Regions from separate parts of the Mus musculus genome. Here regions 2 and 3 are each linked to region 1. The links are chromatin contacts, called in public ChIA-PET and promoter capture Hi-C maps. All regions are on one chromosome and are shown on one strand. The core of a region is the stretch at or near the end of the contact, and the rest is flanking DNA. Distances in the headings are between cores, read along the strand shown.

What was found. Promoter capture Hi-C pulls out the DNA fragments that hold promoters and counts their contacts. ChIA-PET counts read pairs in DNA pulled down with a chosen protein or histone mark.
Region 2: a contact with region 1 is called in an RNA polymerase II ChIA-PET map of memory CD8 T cells, with 25 read pairs. The contact joins the enhancer-like site here to the promoter of Tbce in region 1. A contact is called at or near these places in 6 of 39 promoter capture datasets (the C10 cell line, the HPC-7 cell line, cranial neural crest and 2 more), 1 of 484 Hi-C or Micro-C datasets (regulatory T cells), 1 of 115 datasets of contacts at active chromatin or transcription factors (memory CD8 T cells) and 2 of 9 other capture datasets (adipose tissue and liver).
Region 3: a contact with region 1 is called in a promoter capture Hi-C map of hippocampal neurons, with 5 times the contacts expected there. The contact joins the promoter of Hecw1 here to the promoter of Tbce in region 1. A contact is called at or near these places in 4 of 39 promoter capture datasets (the HPC-7 cell line, the SN4741 cell line, cranial neural crest and 1 more), 2 of 115 datasets of contacts at active chromatin or transcription factors (embryonic basal ganglia and embryonic hindbrain) and 1 of 9 other capture datasets (pancreatic islet).

What each region holds. Positions count from the first base shown.
Region 1 is chr13:14,038,010-14,041,934 of GRCm38.p6, reverse strand. Tbce (tubulin-specific chaperone E) reads left to right here and starts at 2,297. Exons shown (of 17, transcript NM_178337.3): 1 at 2,297-2,397.
Region 2 is chr13:13,573,101-13,576,958 of GRCm38.p6, reverse strand. No RefSeq gene overlaps it. Among named protein-coding and RNA genes, the nearest start is that of Lyst, 15 kb to the left of the region's middle. Within about 2 kb of position 2,203, at least 99 of the 459 cell types and tissues checked have an H3K27ac peak or open chromatin away from gene starts, as enhancers often do. A contact at or near this core is called in adipose tissue, liver and memory CD8 T cells, where this site is marked.
Region 3 is chr13:14,521,289-14,525,013 of GRCm38.p6, reverse strand. Hecw1 (HECT, C2 and WW domain containing E3 ubiquitin protein ligase 1) reads left to right here and starts at 1,788. Exons shown (of 29, transcript NM_001081348.3): 1 at 1,788-2,190. It overlaps Gm30893 (a long non-coding RNA gene), which reads right to left and starts at 2,419. Exons shown (of 2, transcript XR_382090.4): 1 at 2,331-2,419; 2 at 514-1,465.

The sequences.
Region 1 (3,925 bases), core at 1,048-3,547:
AGAGAACTCCCCAAAGACCCTGGAGAACATAGGAGGTGAAGGTGGCAACAGCCATCTTTTTCTTCATGCAGGACAGGGAGGAGCCCTGCCCTGCTGCAGACTCTAGAGACTCTATGCTGGGGCTGGGGGCTGAGGGGTTCCCAGAGAACATTATAAGAAGGCATCACTGCCGGGCGGTGGTGGCGCATGCCTTTAATCCCAGCACTTGGGAGGCAGAGGCAGGCGATTTCTGAGTTCGAGGCCAGCCTGGTCTACAAAGTGAGTTCCAAGACAGCCAGGGCTACACAGAGAGAAACCCTGACTTGAAAAACCAAAAAAAAAAAAAAAAAAAAAAAAAAAAAGTCCCAGGACTGCTTGGCACTGGCACCACGTGTGTCTTTCAGCCATTCTCTAAAGAGGTCTTCATCATTCTTTATAAGCCTTGTTAAAGCCCCTTTCCTCCTGCTTCCTGCCCAGGAGTTCACCAATACCAGCCAGGCTCCCCACTGGCTTTTCCCCCATGGACTCTGCCACGAAGTCTCGGTGCTTTTGGGAGGTTGTCATCTTGATCAGGCTTAACCAGCAGCTCTGGCTCTGGCAATAGCCCCTTGCACCTGCCCATACCTCAAGCTACTAGAATGTTCTTCTGTGTACTTATTTGTATGGGTACCTCTGTATGTGAGTATGCATGTATGTGCCTGTCATGCCAAGGGTCAATAGTAGGTATCTTTCCTCTTCCTCCTCCTCTTCATCACCACCATCATCATTCTTGACAGTTCTAAGGATAAAACCTAAAGACTCACACATGCAAAGCTAGCAATATTCCTCCTCACAGACTATATGAAGCTCGAGAAGAAGGCCAGCCAAAGTAAGGATGCTTCAGTCCAACTTAGAAGGGGGAACAAAATAATCACGGGAAGTAGAAGGTAGGGAGAACTTGGGAGATATAGAGGAATGTGTTCTTGTGTAAAAGTATAAAAATTCAAATGATCTCTTCTACAGTAAGTCATTCAGGGTAAACTCAGTAAACGTTTCTGGGCCAAGATCACTTAAATTTGGTTCAGAATAGCCTATCTCTTTTCTAGCATGTGTTTTGTATCAACACTTCCTTGAAAAGCATGAAGTTACAATAAATGTGGAGATATTGGCATGGTGGGCCAAGCCTGTGATTTTAGCACTTGGTAGATGGAGGCAGGATATTAAGGAATTAAGACCAATCTTGACTTTGGTAGTTAGGTGACAGAAATCCGCCTGCCTCTCCCTCCCGAGTGCTGGGATTAAAGGTGGGCGTCACCACGCCCAGCTTGACTTTGGCAAGTTTTGAGGCCAGCCTAGGATACGTGAGACTTTGTCTCAAAACAATCAGCAGCAGCACCTTCATGAAATGTTGTCCTTGAAAAACGCTCCCATCTGAAGGTCTGTGTTTCTATTGGAGACTTGCCAAATGACAATAGTAGCTTAGCCCCTCCAGGCAAGAGTGAGTCATGTTCTATGACTACTGAGACGGTTTCAAACAGGAAAGGTTCTGGCAGCTTATTTCATCTTTCATTAACCACTGACAACAGATTCACTACAGGGTTCTCGTTCACTGCTGTGCAATAAAACAGATTTATAATTAATTATGTCTCCCAGCAGAGTTGTGCAATTCCTCTTGGATTGAATTACAGCACTCTTTTATTACTGTTTTCGTGGTGCTGTCTGGTCAAACTGACTTGGATCCAGCAAAGCCGGAGCTCTTCCAAGTAAGTTTTTGCCAGCTTCAGGTATAGCAATATGAGGGGTCACATTGCGATATGCTTATATACATAGCATCTTAAATTTGTTTTCAATGAAATAGTTACTGGCTTTTTAACATCTAAAAATAAACCAAAACACTCGATTCATAGGAACGTCTTGTTTAAAGTGGTGACTTACTTAAAACATTGCGTTTACTCTTGTTCTCCCTCATGCCTTAGCTGGTTAACTTTTTCTTTCCAGTTCTGGAGGGATCAACACTACACCTTTCTATGTAACTATGAACTCCCTACGGTGATTTAGTGCCCATAAGCATGAAACATTTTTGTTTTTTAGATATGAACCCCCCTCCGCTCCTCCCATCTCTCTTGCCTCGACCTTCCCAGTGCTGATTGTAATTGCCATGAGCCATCACGCCCAGCTATGAACTTTTAGTTCGCGTCTTGAATCAACTACAGTACGCAAAATCGACTGGTCCCACAGTCCTTCGGGGTTGCAGTTCCGGTGTCTACCTTACCAGCACTTCGCGACAATAGGGTTCGCGTTTGGAAGGGCTAAAGTGGTTTTCATCACTTCCTCTGCGGAGGTGGGACTTCCGGTCTCCAGATACTTCCGCCTAGAGCCGAAAGCTTCGTCGCTGATTGCGTGAGGGTCTCTGGGTGCTGACAGACCGGCAGAGGGAAGGTGAGCTTCGTAAGGTCGTGGAGCTGAGGTGGCGAGCTGCCCAATGGGGCTGGGTTGCCTGAGTGTGTGCTTTCTGCTCCGAGACTTCTCCGGTCGGCTGGGCCCCATTGTGGGCTGACCCAGCGGAAGGCTAGTGCGCCTGCGCCAAGCGCCTTCTGGATCCTCCCCACCCCTCCCCCGTTAACATCTGGGCGTGGGTCTCAAGTGATGCTGCCATCTCTTCCTTTTGACGTTTCTGGTGGACAGCGGTGGAGGGTGGTGGGAGGGCAGAGAGGAGTATTCAGATTTTTTTCCCTTTTTTTGAGGGGGATATTTTATTTACATTTAAAATGTTATCCCCTTTCCCGGTTTCCCCTCCGGAATCCCTCTATTTCATCCTTCCTTCCCCTGCTTCTTTGAGGGTGCTCCCCACCCACCCGTCCACTCCCACCTCGCCGCCCTGGCAGTCGCCTACACTGGGGCATCGAGCCTTCACAGGGCCAAGGACCTCACCTCCCATTGATGTTCAACAAGGCCATCCTTTGCTACATATGGGGCTGGAACCATGAGTCCCTTCATGTGTACTCTTTGGTTGATGGTTTAGTTCCTGGGAGCTCTGCAGGGTCTGGTTGGTTGATATTGTTCTTCCTGTGCGTTGCAAACCCCTTCAGCTCCATCAGTCTTTTTTTCTCTAACTCCTCCGTTAGGGATCTTGTGCTCAGTTCAATGGTTGGCTGCTAGCAGCTGCCTCTGTATTTGTTAGGCTCTGGAAGCGCCTCTCTAGAAACAGCTATATCAGGCTACAGTCTGCACACTTCTTGCCATCCACCTTAGTGACTGACTTATCTCACTCAGGATATTTTCTAGTTCATTCACTTGCCTAAGAATTTCATGAAGTCATTGTTTTAATAGCTGAGTAGTACCCCATTGTGTAAATGTACCTCATTTTCTGTATCAGTTTCTCTGTTGAAGGACATCTGAGTTCTTTCCAGCTTCTGGCTATTATAAATAAGGCTGCAATGAACAGAGTGGAGCATGTGTCCTTGTTATATGTTGGAGCATCTTTTGTGTATATGCCCAGGAGTAGTATAACTGGGTCCTCAAATAGTACTATGTCCAATTTTCTTACAAACCTCTAGACTGATTTCCAGAGTGGTTGTACCAACTTGCAGTCTCACAAACAATGAAAATGTGTGTTCCTCTTTCTCCACATCTGCTGTCACCTGAGTTTTTGATCTTAGCCATTCTGACTGGTGTGAGGTGGAATCTCAGGGTCATTTTGATTTGATTTCCCTATGACTAAGGATGTTGAACATTTCTTTAGGCGCTTCCTGGGCATTCAGGATTCCTCAATTGAGAATTCTTTCTTTAGCTCTGTACCCCATTTCTAATAGGGTTATTTGGTTCTCTGGAGTCTAACTTCTTGAGTTCCTTGTATATATTAGATATTAGCCTTCTATCAGATATAGGATTGATAAAGATCTTTTCCTGATATGTAGGTTGCCGTTGTGTCCTGATGGCAGTGTCCTTTGCCTTCAGAAGCTTTTCG
Region 2 (3,858 bases), core at 954-3,453, 460 kb after region 1:
CATGTGTTATTAGCACTGTTACATTTCAGCCAGTTTGCGACTTCAGTGGAAAACATACTTTCGCTGCAGGGTAGAGTCAGGCATCCTTTGCAGGATTCATGTGGTACTTTAATTATCTAAAATGACTCCAAGGGAATTCATGTCCAGCTCCATTACCATAATGAAGACTCACATTTAACATACACAATTACCTTTGAGGGGAAAGAGTAGGAGTTGGGATCGTCGCATGCTCTAGTAATCTCACTCCTGGGAACATAGCACAAGAAGCAGGAAGGAGGGTCTCGGATGTCTGCGCTGATTGTTCTATCACTGCTGTTCACAGCAGCCAAGGATGGAAGCAACTCAAGCCTGAACTGATGATCTAGTGGGTTAAAGGAATGTGGTACGTGCACACAGCAGGGAGGGAGCGGGGGAGGGATTCTGAGGAAATGCTGTAAGAACATACCATGAGGATACTTATGGGAAGTGATGTAAGCCTATCACAAAAGGATATATACTGTGTGATTCTGTTATTGGACTGCATCTTGAATAGTCAAATACATAAAGACTGAAAATCTAATAGTGGTTCCCAAGACTTAGGAAAGGAAAGAGCGAAGAATGAGTATTTAATAAGACAGAGTTTCAGCTGGGGAAGATGAAGTTGTGGAAATGGACGCGATGTTCTTATGACCACTGATCTGTGCACTTATGTGAGGTATTTGCCATGCGAGCTTAAGGACCTGAGTTCAATTTCTAGCACCCTTATAAAAATCCAGGCTTGCCACATACCTTTGTAGTCCAGTGTTGGGGAGGCAGAGACCTCTGGGAGTAATTGGCTAGCCACACTAGCTGAATTGTCCAGTGCCAGGTCCCAGTGAGAGCCCCCTATCTCAGGTGGTAAAGTGGATAGATCCTGAGGAACAACAGCAAGAGGTTGCCTCTGGCTGCCATACACAGGCACACAGAAACATCTGCAAGCACACTTGCACACACATGCAACTCCGTGCATGTGAACATACACACAAATACATGTTAAAATAGTAAATTTTGTTATATATATTTAAATATACATGTATGGCTAGGAAGCAGGACAGTTAACCCTACTGTGAAAGGAGAACAGATAAAGTTTCCCAGAGGAGACAGCTTTGTTTTGAAATACAAGGAAGGGATTGGCAGCCAGACAAAAGGAAAAGATATTCCAGATAAGGGAATAGCACAAGGAAATAAGAAAGGGATTAGAAATTCCTAGCAAAGAACAGGAAAAAAAAGATGCAGGTGTGCAGGTGTGCAGGTGTGCAGGTGTGCAGGTGTGCAGGTGTGCAGGTGTGCAGGTATGCGTGCGTGCGTGCGTGCGTGCGTGCGTGCGTGCGTGTGTGTGTGTGTGTGTGTGTGTGTAAAACTACACAGATGCATGTGTAGTCAGTCACATGTGTATGCAGGCCAGAGGACACCTTCAGAGGCTATGAGGGTTTCAAGACAGGGTCTTTCACTAACCTGGAATTTACCAAGTAGGCTAGGCTAGCAGGACTGGCAGCCCAGGGGACTTTTCTGTGTCTGTTTCCGGCGCTGGGATTACAGGTGCACAGCACCACGTCAAGGCTTTTGAAAAATCATTTCTAGGGATAGAGTTCAGCGCCTTGCGCATGCTCAGCAGGAACTTCAGTGACTGAGCTCTCGCCCCAGCTGCACCACTGGAGTCTTTCAAAGTGGAGAGCTGACCAGGTTGTGTTTTAGAAAGATCATGTGGAAAGCGGAATAAAGAATGAATGGAAGGTGGAAGGGACAGAGGAGTGGTAACGACAAGGAGACACTTGTGTATCCCCCTCCCCCCCTCACAGAGACTCAGCAAGGAGGTAAGGATGGAGGAGGGTAGGGAGGAGAAACAAGGAGCCCATGCAAGGATAGAGCAGTGACTTGTCGAGCAGCGGATAGATGGGAGAAGAGTTGTCTTATTATTTACTCCTGACTTCTCTACCCTCAGCCAAGCTGACCCCTCCACATCCTCAAGTGTCCCAGCCTACAGAGCAATGGCTCCTGGTCACTTGCAACCAGGGCCCTTATAGATCATTTGATACCGGGCAGGGGTCCCTCGGAACCCACTCTATCCTTAAACTCACTGTGTAGCTGAGGGCTAACCTTGAGATTACAGTTCTTCTGCCTCCACCTCTCAAGTGCTGAGCTGTGCCACCACACTCAGCGTATGTGGTACCGGGGATGGTGCCCAGGGTTTCCTGCGTACTCGGCAAGCATTCTGGCAACTGAGCTACATCCTCAGCCCACAAAGTATATTTTGAATAGGCTTGGTTTCATGCGCTTTGTTGGATCCCACATAAGCCCATCTGCTCCCATTTATAGAGTGCCCCTTTATTAACTCCGTAATGTCCTGTCCAAACCAAGTTTCTGGCACCTGAAAATCAGGACTGGCTTCTCCCCAGAAAAGGCCTTCAGCTCACCCAACTCTGGGAAGGAGCTTTATTCTCCTACATCAGACCCTCCCAGAGGTTACGCCAAGGCACCAGCCACCCTCAGAACAAGCAGTGTGCAAGAGCCAGCATCCTGCAGCACCAGTGCTGCCAAGGATTTTTTTATCATTACCTTGTCCTGTGGTACCCAAGCTCTCAACCCAAACCCAGTCTGCCTGCCCCAAATGCCCATGCTTTCTGCCGGGGCTAAGCAATCTCAGAAATATGTTTGCCTACCTGCACTGTAAGTACCTTCTTCAGAAGAGGAAGGAGGGCTTTCCTTTCAAAGTGACTCTGTGGGCACTTTCGTTGCAGCCCCATTAGCACTCATCTACCTAGTTGCAGCAGAAGTGCTCCATGCTGTTAAGCAAGCTGTGTGTCTTGTTTGCACTTAAATCCTGGCTTCCTCTCAGCTGACTTAGGGTGGCATCATTTTGCCAGCATTAGAGGAGCAAGAACAGTTGACTCAAACAACCCAGGGCCTCATTGGATGATGACAAGGGCAAACCTTTCTGTGCCTTCTGATGTCACCTGAAGAAGACACAGCAGCAGATGGTAAAGGCAATCAGTAACTCTCAGTCACTGCAAGTACACAATGTCTCCATGCAAGTTGTGGAAAGAAGCCAAAGCATCAGCAACTCTGGCACTCTTCCTGCTCCTCTCCAAGCCAAATCGTCCTTGGGAATGGCTTTCTGAAAGCCCCATGCTGCCATTTCACCCGCTGGTGGTGCTAGGAAATCTCCAAGTCTCCTCGGAATGGCCCTTTCTCCCTTTGGCTCTCTGGCGAGTGGCCATGTTTGAATCACATGGGAAATTTGGCAAAGCAAGCCCCATTCCTTTGCAGTGTGTCTGCAGTGAGGATTTTGGGTTAGAGATTGCATGATCACTCTCCTGAGTCATTGTTCCTGGATGCTCCTGCCCAGGGACAAGCCTTAATTGTGTTTCTGAGAGAAGCTTCAGAAGTTGGATTAAGAATTCTTCAATCCTTGGAGGACCCAGAGCCACTGCCTTTCGCCTTCTGGCTGCAAATTGTCACTAAACATAAAATGTCCTTTCCTTTATGCTGAGAACCGGTTCTCTCTTTTTTCATGCTTATGATATTAATTCTTTTTTTTATATGTTCATTATAAACTACTGTCATTCTTATTCCACATCAGATATGGATTTCTGAATTCATATTTGTGAGTATATGTTCATGTATGTTCAAGCATGTATGTGTGCAGGGGCATGTGCACATGGATGTTATTTCTCGGGTGCTATTCACTTAAGGTTTTGCTTGAGACAGGGGCTCTTACCACCCTGGAGCTCAGTAGTTAGGCTAAACTGACTGGCCAATGATAGCCACAGATCTGTTTGCCCCTGACTTCTCAGCATTAGGTTGCACAGGATTACATGGAATTATGTCATGCCTAACTCT
Region 3 (3,725 bases), core at 539-3,038, 480 kb before region 1:
AAATGAGTATCCAGTCCCAGTAAAACACACTAGTAACACTAAACAGACTGAGTGCGTGTGATAAAGAAATTTCAAGGAAATAGGAGGTATGAATGAGAGGGGTTGGAGGGAAAGGAGGTGGGTGATATAATTATATTTTAATTAATTAAAAATTCTAAAATTACAAAAGGTGTGAAACTTGTGCCCTTTTCCTTTGGTAGAAAAAGAAATAGAAAAGAAGAAAGTGCCTAGAGGAAAATAAAGCATACCTCAGGATTGTTGCACCAACACACTGAGAGATGCTGACTTATCAAGCTATCCTCATGACATAACAGGAAGAAAATCTCTTTGAGCCAAATAGATGCAGCAACACTGAAAATCAGACTGAACAACTTAACAATTAATTGAGGTGAATAAGCATTCTTTGTGGCAGTTTGTTGGAATTGTGTCTTCAGAAATCTTTAATATTAGTTTATACAAGAGACTTTTGTTGATTTACTTGTTTTTCTTCCAAATTTCTGGTTGGTATTATCATTTGGTTGATTCTGGTGTTTATTGTTGCACCTCAGCCAAGTCCATTCTTGGAGGTTTTCTTCATACCAAAGCTCATCTGTCAAATCTGGTGAAATGTGTGCTCAGGGTTCTGTGTGGCTTTTGAGATATGGTTTGAAAAACAGACAGCGTTGAACTCATCTGGTGGGAAAATCAGATTCCTGCCAGACAGAGGGAAATGTCCATTGAGAAATCACTGGGCACCTGAAGTGACGAGCGCAGGCTGGAAGGGAGGTGCTCCCGGGGGAGGGAGGAGGGTGGGAATTGAGGCTTCACTTGGTTTCCCGTGGTTTCCTCTTCTGTAAAGTTCTGCTGCAAGAGTGTAATCAGTGGCAAGAGGTGGGTCAACAAGAAGAACACCAGTGAGAAGCCATCTGTCTTATTGTTATAAATGGAGATATATCCAATCAGCTCTTCAAGAAAAGGTTCTGGAGCTAGAGGTATTACCAGGGTGACTAAGAGGAATTACCAGGCATTACTAAGTATAGTAAGAATACTAGGGTGTTCCCTGGGTAAGGGAAAAGGTACACCTCTAAGATGTGAAAAATAGTTTGCCTGGGGAGTGCCGGGCAGGAAAATAGGTAGAAATAAAAAGGCATTGTAAAAAACACAGAGTTGCGGATTATGGGGGTTGTGTGCTCAGAACCTTCGCACTTTGTGAACGTAGCAAGCCCAAATTAGACCAAATCAGTGGCCAGCATTTCACTTTCTTTTGCATCTTGGTCGGCTGGTCAAATAAAGATTTGCATTTTTCCTACTTCCATTTTACTATTTTGACAATGTGTACTGCTTAATACTAAACCTGCTTGGAAAGCTAAGCTTATCAACAATAGATACCTAGGGCGATTTACAAGCATGGCATTTGTGATCATAACGTTGTTTTGGGGGAACTTGCTGCGAAAATACTGGAGGATGCTGTGCAATGTATCTGCATCTGTGAAATGGACAAGTAAGGAAATTGAGGTGAGAACACCTGACACAGTGTACCTACCTAGAAGGTACTCATCCTTTCTGAACACAACATTTGCATGTACACAAAGGAACTGATGAACCGTGGCTGGTTCCAGATAAGCCTCGCGGACGCGTGCTAAGTGTTGGAAGGATAGGGCCTATAGTAACAAGAATATATATATATATATATATATATATATATATATATATATATACATATATACATACATATATATATATATATATACTAAAGGGGTGAGGAGGAGGGTGCGGGTGCGTGAGGCTGCAGGGCGGAGCACAGCCACAGAGAGCAAGCCTGGCTCCTGGTTGGTTCTCAAGTCTGGTTCCCACAGAGGAGCAGGCAGGAAGGGAGGGGATGCGGGAGGAAGGATAAAGCAATAAAGTGTGCTGCGTTGCCACGCACTGGGAGTCCTTGTTTGAGCCGCAACACCACGAGCCTCTGACCCAGAGGACCCCCTCCTGGCTCGCACAGGTTCACCAGTCGAGAGCTGCTCCAGCCGTGACGGTGGCTCTGACAATAGTTGGCTCAGGATACGAAGCAGCCAGAGCAAGGCAAAAGACGCTGATCGCCCAGGACTAGCAAACCAGGTCCTCAATGCCTGGCACCTATGCAAGCCACGTGCGACCCCCGGTTCTAACCTGCGTGCGGACCGGAGCATGATCTGTGCCCAGTTGGAGGCTGCCAAGGTAAGCAGACGCCACGCTCAGACCATCAGCCTCTCCTTCCCTGCCCTCTCCCCACCCCCTTTCTGGGGCGGCTTCCTCACCCTTGCGAAGCCCCTGCAGCGCACTGCCTCCAGAGAGCCGGGATCCACCCTTTTACCCACCCTCTCTTCTCCCGCGAGGTTCAATTGTTGACTTGGGGCGGGTCGCCGCCCAAGCCGGGCTGGCATCCCAAGGCTTGGGTACAGCCGGCAGATAGGGGCCCGAAGAGAAACAAAGAAGCCCCCAAACGGGTTCGCAGCGCCTCCTCCGCCCCTGGGCGCCCTCCCAGTGGCTAAGAGATGGCAGAGGAGGGGGCGGAGAGACCTACGTAATCCCCCTTTCCAGCCCACACCCACTCCTTGTGAACCAAGGCTTTTAGACAATTGTATCCCATGGTTTCTGCTCGAACTCTCTGTGCTCACTCAAAGGCTCCTGCAGCCGGCCGCCAGGTGCAGTCTACTGGGTGGTGACTGGATGGGAAGATGATCGGTGTGGGTGTTCCCCAGGCGACTCCCTATCTCTGGCCCGTTGTGCCTCTCATCTGGGCCTGCCACCTGAGTTTCAGCGGGAGCAGCTGGTCCTTTTGCCTACCCTACTGTTACCTGCACATAGGAAGAGAAAGGGGCGGAGGTTGGGGGCAGGCAAGGGGGCGCTGGGAAAGCCGCATCCGGTCCATTTTTGGCCGGAGATTCGACACATTCTCCCTACTTTACCAGGCCATGACAATGCAGCAAAATCCTAGAGCTCAAAGTGGCCCTCCATCCTCCACTCCAGGGCTTTCTGACAGCCTTGCAGCCTCAATTTCCCAGGCACTGGACTAATTTTGGGAGTGTGGATGTGTGGTCTGTTCATCTTGCGCACAGAGGCTGGACAGGGTAACTTCTTCCCTGCCAAATTCAGAACATGGGGGTAGGGAGGGGGTGTGGGGAGCTGGCAGAAAAACAGGCTGCAGAGATGTCCCAGCTTGCTGTGGTTCTGTCCACAGCTAGCCTCAGTCTGCATTGAGCTAACAGAAGATAGCATGCCGGGATATTCCTAGCTACTGAAGACATTTTTTTTTTTTTTGACGTTGCTGTAGTTTTTTAGGCTTACTTCTGGGATCTGCAGCAGTGGGAGTCTCCCTTGTTTTCCTTCTTTCTTTGAAAAGATAACTATGCTGTATTCAGCAGAAGTGGAGACTGGAAGAACAATATAGTTCAAAGATAAGGGGTGGCTTCTCTTTTCCTGGAATTTAAAAGGCGGTTTAGGAGGGTAGGTGCCTACCTGAAAAGACCAGCTTTAAAAGACCCCAGCGGTGCTGTTCCAAAGCTTCTCAAAGCAGGTGGCCAGATCTGCAGTTTCTCAACAGTGGGACTCTCCGGCTGTGGCTATCACGGTAATTCACTCTAGCGTGGGGATTCATTTTGAAAATGTGTTTTCCACTAAGAAGGGATTACAATCCACATGCCTACTCTAATATGAATGTGTGTGTGTGTGTGTTTGTAAAGACGTAGCTTGTGGCAGTTTTCCCTGTTGTC